3 separate regions of the Mus musculus genome follow, and all the other regions are linked to region 3. Evidence: chromatin contacts called from public Hi-C and HiChIP or PLAC-seq data. All regions are on one chromosome and are shown on one strand. Each heading gives the region's core, a stretch centred on a gene start, on an enhancer-like site or on the middle of the called end of the contact. The rest is flanking DNA. Distances are from core to core; before and after follow the strand shown.

Evidence for each region. A called contact is a pair of places that touch in the nucleus more often than the background predicts. HiChIP or PLAC-seq counts read pairs in DNA pulled down with a chosen protein or histone mark.
Region 1: a contact with region 3 is called in a Hi-C map of bone marrow-derived macrophages, with 25 read pairs. The contact joins two enhancer-like sites. A contact is called at or near these places in 1 of 484 Hi-C or Micro-C datasets (bone marrow-derived macrophages) and 2 of 115 datasets of contacts at active chromatin or transcription factors (embryonic stem cells and intestinal crypt epithelium).
Region 2: a contact with region 3 is called in an H3K4me3 HiChIP or PLAC-seq map of bone marrow-derived macrophages, with 3 times the contacts expected there. The contact joins the promoter of Smg8 here to the enhancer-like site in region 3. A contact is called at or near these places in 16 of 39 promoter capture datasets (the 3T3-L1 cell line, 3T3-L1-derived adipocytes, the C10 cell line and 9 more), 1 of 15 datasets of contacts at CTCF or cohesin (the NIH/3T3 cell line), 16 of 484 Hi-C or Micro-C datasets (the Ba/F3 cell line, the G1E-ER4 cell line, the HL-1 cell line and 11 more), 13 of 115 datasets of contacts at active chromatin or transcription factors (the 230-238 cell line, the SCID.adh cell line, T-cell acute lymphoblastic leukemia and 9 more) and 4 of 9 other capture datasets (adipose tissue, liver, macrophages and 1 more).

Annotation. Positions count from the first base shown.
Region 1 is chr11:87,037,935-87,040,817 of GRCm38.p6, forward strand. The region is part of intron 7 of Gdpd1 (glycerophosphodiester phosphodiesterase domain containing 1); the gene reads right to left. Among named protein-coding and RNA genes, the nearest start is that of Gdpd1, 35 kb to the right of the region's middle. Within about 2 kb of position 1,582, at least 57 of the 459 cell types and tissues checked have an H3K27ac peak or open chromatin away from gene starts, as enhancers often do. A contact at or near this core is called in bone marrow-derived macrophages, where this site is marked.
Region 2 is chr11:87,085,334-87,088,033 of GRCm38.p6, forward strand. It overlaps Smg8 (smg-8 homolog, nonsense mediated mRNA decay factor (C. elegans)), which reads right to left and starts at 1,444. Exons shown (of 4, transcript NM_024262.1): 1 at 1-1,444. The coding sequence starts at 1,420.
Region 3 is chr11:86,892,715-86,895,723 of GRCm38.p6, forward strand. No RefSeq gene overlaps it. Among named protein-coding and RNA genes, the nearest start is that of Gm33742, 26 kb to the left of the region's middle. Within about 2 kb of position 1,572, at least 152 of the 459 cell types and tissues checked have an H3K27ac peak or open chromatin away from gene starts, as enhancers often do. A contact at or near this core is called in the Ba/F3 cell line, the G1E-ER4 cell line, the N1E-115 cell line and 10 more, where this site is marked.

The DNA.
Region 1 (2,883 bases), core at 332-2,831, 150 kb after region 3:
TGTATCAGTGTGAAAGAATAAGACATATTCAAACTGAAAACAGTGCTTATACACAGAATGGGAGGCAGAGATGGGGGAATCTCTGTGAGTTCCAGGTCTTTACAGAGAGACCCTGTCTCAAAAAAACAAACAAACAAAATAAAATTTTAAAATAGCTGTCAATGGACAAAAATAATAGAAAATTTTTTTCTGCCTCCACTGGCTTTAAGCTAACTTTTACTAAAACTTTTCAAAGCTAAACAAAACTAAAGAAAAATTAATTTCCCAGAGACCTGGTACCCTAGTCTTACCACATCTTATCCTTTGTTTTGGCATGTGCTTTTCCTTCTGTTCTGTCTAGTAAAAATTAATATGGGGTAGATTTCCTAATACAACCAAAGTATGGGGAGATGGCTCAGTGATTAAGAATACTGGCCAGTCTCACAGGAACCTAGGTTTGGTTCCTCGAACCCACATGGTAGCTCACAAATATTTCAGTTCCAGGGAATCTGATAGCTACTTTTGGCTTGCATAGGTACCAGACACATATGCAGTGTCCAGACCTACATACAGGTTGAATATCTATACATAAAGAAATAAATATTTAAAAACAGCCAGGTGGTGGTGACACATGCTTTTAATCCCAGCACTCAGAGGAGGCACAGGCAGGTAGATCTCCGAGTTCAAGGCCAGTCTGGTTTACAGAGTGAGTTCCAGGCCAGCCCGGGCTACATAGAAAAACTCTGTCTAGAAAAAACCAGAAAACCAACCAAGCAACCAAACCAAAACTGTTCTGTGGATTAGAAGCAACGTGTCTGGCATAGTGGTGCACATCTTTGGTCCCAGCACTAGGGAGAGACAGAGGGATCTCTGTGATTTTAAGGTTAGCCTGGTCTACAGATGGAGTTCCAGACCAGTCATGGCTAACTAGTGAGACCCTGTCTTTAAAAAGCTATTTAGGGCAAAAGTCAGATGTTTAATGTTTTTGCTGTTGTTTTTCATTTTGATCTGGTTTTCTTTGAGACAGGGTCTTGGCCCTCCGGACTCAGTTTCTCAGTGCTGGGCTTACACCCACCATACGAGAGCCACTGACACTTTTCCTTGTAATGACAGTCTTGCAGTTTTAATTTCCCTCATGCTTTGCACACCCCTACCCCTCTCACAATGTAGCAAAAGCTGGTCTTGAACTTGCAACCTTCATCCTTTTGAGTGCTAGGATCACAGCTGTGAATACTCTGGCTACCACACATTTCCTTCCTGCTTCCATATTTGAAGATCTGGACTCTGGGCTTTTAAATTACCTTTTTTTTATTTAGAAAGGTCAACCTGGCATTTAGGATCCACACTGAACACCTTCTTCCAGTCTATATAGTCTTCATTTCTTGCTTCTTTCCTAACTTCCGTATCCACTGCCCCCACCCCCACCCCTGTGTCCTCACACAGGAGCTAAGCTGGCTGAGCTCCAGGGATCATAAATCTGTCCCTGCCAGCCCTTAGGTCACCAATGCTCACTGCCGTGCCCGGCCTTACAGTGGGTGCTGGGATCTGACTTGAGACCTCACGCTTGCATAGCAGGTGCCTTACCCACAAGCCATCTCTTTAGCCCTCAGAATCACTTCTTAAGAGGAAAGACTAATGCCACAGAGTTCTTCCTTTGTTTGCATTTCAGTAGTATTCACTTCCCTATAGAAAGCACTGAGCTATCTAGAACATAGTATTCTACTCTAGGGAAGAAAAAGCTAAACACTCCAGTAATAAGTGGTTAGACTCTTTTGAGTACAACAAATGAAAACAGCTTCTTTGTAGACAAGTGTTTTCTGAGCAGGGTGGGGGTGGCACATGCCTGAAATCCCAACACTCTAGAGGCTGGGTAATAGGACTGCCTTCAGTTTGAAGTCAACTGTGCTACGATAATGAGGGGTGTAGGGGTGTCTGTGTGTGTGTGTGTGTGTGTGTGTGTGCGCTCGCGCACGCAAAAAGGTATTTTCAGTTGTTTTATCTAAGAAGTGTCCATGAAGATTTTTAACAAATACAATTGAGAATTGGTAAAATAAAATTCAAACAGTGAAAATGGCCTTGGAGCAGGAGCTGAGCTAAAATGGGCCCCTGAGATGGCTCGGCAAGGTGCTTGCTGCCAAATCTGATGACCTGAGTCTGGTCCCCACGGCCCTCGTGGTAGGAAGAGAACTGGCTGCTGATGGTTGGCCTTCTGACCTCCACAGTGGAACACAAGAGTACACTCGTGTACACACACAATTAGTAACTGTAATCAACCTTGCTTGGGGCTGATGGGCTGAGGGGGTGGCTCAGATCACACAGCGCTTATGCAAGCACAGTGACCTGGGCCTGATCCCCAGCACCCACGCTAATAAATGAACTGGGCACGGTGATGTACACTTTGTTACCCCACTGCTGGGAAGGCAGAGATGGGAGGATCCCCGGGAGCATTCTGGCCAACCAGCCTAGATTAGTCAGCAAGGCCCAGGTCCTAGTAAGAAATCCTGTCTCAAAAGGTGATCAGCCCCTGGGAAACAGTGCCAGAGGTTAGCCTCTGTCCTCGCTCTCCCAACACACAAGGAAAATAGGATCTAATTTTACTAAGAAGCTTTTGATATCAGAATTCTTTTTTCTATATTTGTGTGAGAGATTGAACCCAGGGATTCATTAGCTCTACCACTAAAATATATTCCAAGTCCCACAAACTGTTCCCTCCCTCCCTCCCTCCCTTCTTTCCCCCTGTCCCTCCCCCCTCCCCCCTTTATCTGTTTGGTGTTTTGAGACAGGGTTTCTCTGTGTGGCCCTGACTAACCTGGAACTAGCTTTGTAGACAAGGCTAGCCGTGAACTCAGAGATCTGCCCGCCTCTGCCCTCTGAGTGCTGGGATCAAAGGCGTGCACCACCACT
Region 2 (2,700 bases), core at 194-2,693, 190 kb after region 3:
GCTCCCCAGTGGGGGAGCCCAAGTCCTCTTCCTTCCCATCGATAGCCACTTCATACAACTTTGCTGCTGCAGAGATCCACTTCTGGTAAGTGGGCAGTTCAAAATGGGAAGGCTGTGGGTTCCTGCCCACACTGTCATCAAAACCTTTTTTGCTTAGGACCAGCTCCACGTGCTGCCACAGGAATTCTCGAAGAGTGAAATCCACTAGCTGGCCTGAAGAACTCGAGGTGCTGCTATCAATGTGGAAGGAGAGCTGTTGGCGGCTGTGCTGTCTCATCGCTTGGTACCGCCTAGGTCCAGAAAGGGGTGCGGGCACCAACAACGATTCTGGGTCTTTCACGGTACAATGGCTCCTAAGCTGGTCCAGCAACATGCCAATTGGGTCCTCCTCCTGGCTTCCGGGGACTATGTACACAAAAGCTTGGTTGGCAGGTACCGTAAAGAGGCAGTTGATACTCTGATTAGTCAAGACTCGACTCTTGCGAAAGATTCTATAGATCTGGTCCTCCAGGGCATGCTGCAGCCTTCTTTTGGGAGAGTGCTTCTTGGGTTTATCTGGATGAGCTGTATCCTGGCTCCGAGGCGGTTCCACCTTAAGGGCCCCATTGAGTTGAAAGAGGAAGAGGAGTCTAGGTGGGCAAGGTCGGCAGTTTAACTTCCAGTCTTTGCCAACTGGGCAATCCTTAATGGCTGTTTTGAGGAGGGGTAGTACTTTCTGTCTCAGTCCATCCAGGGCTCTGAATACACGATCATAAGTGATGTCAAAGGAACACGTCGGATGGACCAGGAGCAAGATATGACAGACAGAGAAGAGGTAAAGGAGGCTGAGACACTGTAACTTCTCCTGATGCTTCCAGAACTCGTGTGTTTCTGCATGAGGTAAAGAGAGGCCCCCTCCGGCTTCACCGCTCTGGAGGGCCCGACAAGCACGCAGAAGCTGTGAGTTGTCACAGATGGAAGTGAGAATAAGATACAGAACTTTGCTTTCCTGATTGTAATAGGCCTGCAAAAGACTGAAGTCCTGGGGACCTGGCTCAGCTCGGTTACCTTCCGCCGTAGCCATACCTCCGCGAAGTGAATCCCCGGCTGCAGCCCCGGGGTCTCCGGCTCCTCCCGCCTCTCCGACAGAGACAGCTTTGGTCTTGATTCCAGTTCCTGGATCTCCAGGATCCTGATGGTGAAAGAGTGGGAAAACCTGTCGATCGCACACAGTATTCACCAGAGAGAACTTCTCGGAGTTGAGGCGCAGAGCCGTCTTGCCGAAGATTCCCACCACGCAGATCTCATCCTCCCTCCACGGGGGCTCGGGCGTGCCAGCCGCGTTTCCCCCGCCTTCAGCGGAGGGGCCTCCAGGACTCTCAGAGCCCAGCCAGGCCGACGCCCCCATGAGCAGCTCGCGCAAGCTGACCGGCCCCGCCATGGCGGAGAAAGAGCTTCCTCTAGCGTTCTTCCGGTCCCTCGCTGATCCCAACCCACCCGGTCCTATTGTGAAATCCCTCCTCCGCCTGTTAGTCCTTGAGTTCCGGGTGTCTGTCCCTCCCCCCAACACTCCCTTCCACCCCTTTGCCTTTTCGTGTCCCTTGCAAGGTCTTAGCGCTACGTTTACTCAACTCGAGTTTAAGATATCGAAAGCTAGATTGGTTGCCGTTTCAGTTTTAAAGAATACGCCAAAACCCACAACAGTTCCAACTGATTCTTCTAACAGCTCAGCGTGGGTGGTTGATCATACTCTCACCTTTTCTGAAGACTGAGGCAGGAGAATTTCTTAATTTCTTTTTCTTTCTTTCTTTCTTTCTTTCTTTCTTTCTTTCTTTCTTTCTTCCTTCCTCCTTCCTCCTTTCCTCCCTCCCTCTCCTCTCTCTCTCCCTCTCCTTCCTTCCTAACTTCCTTCCTTCCTTCCTTCCTTCCTTTCTTCCTTTCCTCCTTTCTCCCCCATGCCCCCATTCTACCTCTTAAATGCTGCGATTAAAAGCATGCACCACTACCACCCAGCAAGGAAGAAGGATTCTTGAGCACAGCAGCTGTGCTAGCCTGATAACATACCAAGACCCTGTCTCCATAAAGAAAAGAAAACAAAAAAGAAAGGACAGGAGGGAGGAGCGAGAGCACCAAACACATTGTTGCACTTCTGTGATTCCAACATTCAGATATTGCTCTTACAGAGAAAAGGAGCTCTTGTTTTGCAGCACCCATGGCCTGCAAAACACACACACACACACACACACACACACACACACACACACACACTCCAAAATTAATCTTTAAGAAATAGAAGACGTGGAGGTGGAGAGCTACGTGTCTAGTATGCAGGAAGTCCTGTGTTCTATCCTCAGCACCAGTATAAACTGGGTATAGTGGCCCATGCTGCAAACCCAGCACTTGGGAGGTGCCAGAATGATTAGAAGTTCAAGATCATCCTGAGCTATGTCTCAAATTCAATGCCAGTCTGAACTGTAAGAAAACTGTAAGTCGTGGTGGCACGCTCCTTTAATCCCAGCACTCCGGAGGCAGAGGCAGGCGGATTTCTGAGTTCAAGGCCAACCTGGTCTACAGGACAGCCAGAGCTACACAGAGAAACTCTGTCTCGAAAAACCAAAAAATAAAAAAATCTGTTTCAAAACAAAAAGATAAACATCAACAAAAGAATTGTAGAAAATTCTAGGGAGGCAGAGGCAGGTGGATCTCTGAACTGAATTTGAG
Region 3 (3,009 bases), core at 322-2,821:
TTCTAGGACAGCCAAGGCTACCCATAGGGAAAAAGACAGACAGACAGACAAGTAGGTTGCATTAGTCAGCAAGTTCTCTAACACAGAATTATGTCCCCAAACTTCTTTTTACTTCTTATTTTGAGACAAGGTGTCACTAAGCTGCCCAGGAAGGCCTCAAACCTGACATCCTCCTGCCTCAGCCTCCTGAAGAGCTGGGGTTACAGGTCTATATTGCTGGGTCTAGCCAATAACTGCTTCTGAGGTTAGTGGATGAATACATTCAATGTTTTTTTTTTTTTTTTTTTTTTTTTAAGCAGCGTGTGACATATTAACAAAGTAGCTCTCTGTAGACATCTAGGTCTGACCATCCCAGCTAATAAGTCTGAGCCAAGGCACTTCACACATTCGTCCCCGTTATCTAGCATTTGCTTGCCTGAGACCACATGCCTTGAAAGGGTCTTGTTAGTGTGTCACGATTCCAGAACACAAATAGCCCTTGATCCAAGTTTGTGGAGTCGGCCTTGGAGCTAAATATGCCTCACTGACATGTTTTATTTGGCCCACAGAATGCTGCCTCTTTTTTTTTTCCTTTCTTTCTTTTTAAGCTACATTAGCTGCCAACACTTCAAAAGAAAGAGACTTCACGGAAGAACCCAGACTCCCAGCTCTTTAGAAACTGAAAGATCTGGTAATGCAGGTGCGCGGTGTCGTTAAACTCATAACCACCCATGGCTCCGCAGCTGTTGCCTCCTTAGCTGAGCCGTGTGTCCTCCTCCACCACAGCATCCACCGCTCCTTCCATCCTGATCCTTTCTGTTCCCAGGCAGGTATCCTGTATGCCTAGCCTTTCCGTAGCCATTTGTACTTAAGATCCTGTACTGTGGTGGGGTGTCATGTGCTACCGAGGCCCCTAACCTCCAGCACTAGCTGGTAACGCTACTGTGTCTCATCTCCCTGCTTGAAAACAGATGTGCACACAGGTATGGTGGCACATTCCTGTAATCTCAGCAGCTGGGCACCGAGGCAGGAGAATCTCTGTGACTTCCAGGCCAGCCTGGTTTACATAGTGGAGTTCTAGAGCTACATAGTGAGGCCCTGTCTTGGAGGAGGAGGAGGAGGAGGAGGAGGAGGAGGAGGAGGAGGAGGAGGAGGAGGAGGAGGAGGAGTCAAGGCACAAAGGCTTGATTGCGCTGCGTGAGACCCTGTCTCAAATAAACAAATCATTATTTAAAAGGATAAAACTGGAAAGGCTGGCAGAGCTATCTGACTGGCACCTGCTCTTTCCTTTTTCTAACAAGCCTCCCTTCCCATCAGCTCCATCCGCCCACCTCATTGCCAGGCTGTTATTTCCCTTAAACCTAGGGTACCTTCTTCCCAGCTCCCCCCGCTTCCTTCCTCTCTCAGTAAACAAGCACGTTGGTCCCCCTCTGCCTTCAGAGTTTTACCGTTAATCACGGCGGGGGAACAGACAGGAAATAACAACCGGGACGTGGCGAAGTTTAAGACGACTTGCCAGTCTTAGTCACAGCCCTGGTGCCCTGAAATGAGCGCACCTGGAAGAGCGCTCCTCCCTTTGCGAGCCTCTCAAAGCAGGTAGGATGGGCAGAGAGGGGCTGTACAGTGCCGCCGAGAACAGCGGGAGAAGCCCTGCCTTGACTGGGAGCAGCCGTTAGGTGGCAGCACAGGGCACGTCTTTCCAGGTCTTTCCACAACGGATGGGCCAAAGTGAGGCACCGAATTTTCTAGGAAGGGATAACCTAGAACCATATCAGGGCAGGCATTTGGGCTGAGACCAGCGAAAAGTGAGTCAGCCAAGACTCCCCGTGACACCGTGCTGTCTGGCAGCCAGCTGGGGCACGCGGGTGTCTGCTTCCTCTGGTAGAAGATTCTACGGCAGACCTTAGGCCCAATAGAATATTTTCACCCTGACATCTAGATTTTAACTTTTATTTTAATGTTTTTTTCCCTCTCTCTAGTTTTGTTTTTTGTTTCTTTGAGATAGCATCTCATGTAGCCCAGGCTGGCCTCAGACTCCCTCTGTGATCAGGAATGACCTTAAATGACGGATCTCATTGCTTCTGCCTCCAAGGGCTGAGCTTAAATGAATGCCACACGACACCTCGATCTTAAAGGCAAGCCATCCGAAGCCCAGACATTGGCCTGCCCTCCTGTTGGTTCTGTGCTGGGAACCCATTCCAGTGTGGGTATGGCTTCACTAGTGCCAGCCGAGTATATGTCTGTCCTCTGGTTTCAAAGTATTAATGGACGTCTACTTGGTATAACTAAAGTACTATTAACTTGAGCCAGGCATGGTGACATAGGTCTGGAATCATCCCTAGGGAGGTGGAGGTAGGAGGTTAGAAGTTCAAAGCCAGCCTCATCTACATAGTTGGCTATGCAGCAAATTCAAGGTCAGCTTGGGCTACATGATAGCCTGTCTCTGGGGTAGGGAGTTGGGGGACTAATTTGATTTTTCCTAGTTTCTAGTGTGAAACTAGGGGGAGAATCTTTGCACGTGGTAGAGTGGGCTTATGGGACACGGGTAAAGAAAAACAAGCTTTCTTTCTGCCTCCAGCTACCTATCCACTTGGGAGAAACGTGAGAGCCTATAGTCCAGATAGCGGGAGTCTGCAGCCTCAGCGCTCCATGCTGAATGGAATGCAAGCCTTTTTAGGGAACTAGCTGGTACAATCGTGCCTCTTATCAAGAGTGGCCTAGCATTACAGGGCCGGGCCATGCACACCCAAAATAACTCACCAGTCCTCTCAAATGACATTAGTAAAACCAAATGTATTCCTAGAATTTAAACACAGGCTCAAACAACTGCCCCCGTAACAAAACCGTGTTCTCAGACTTCAACTAATTTAGGGGACAGGTCAGTGATCAAAGCAAAGAAAGGCCTTATTATAAGGTAGCATTGGCTTGAAGGCTCTGGCCTCAGAAGGGAAATTTCCCTAGAAAACAACTCCTGATTCAAAGCTTACTGGTTAAAAAAAAAAAAAAAAAAAAAAAAAAAGAAGCAAGTCC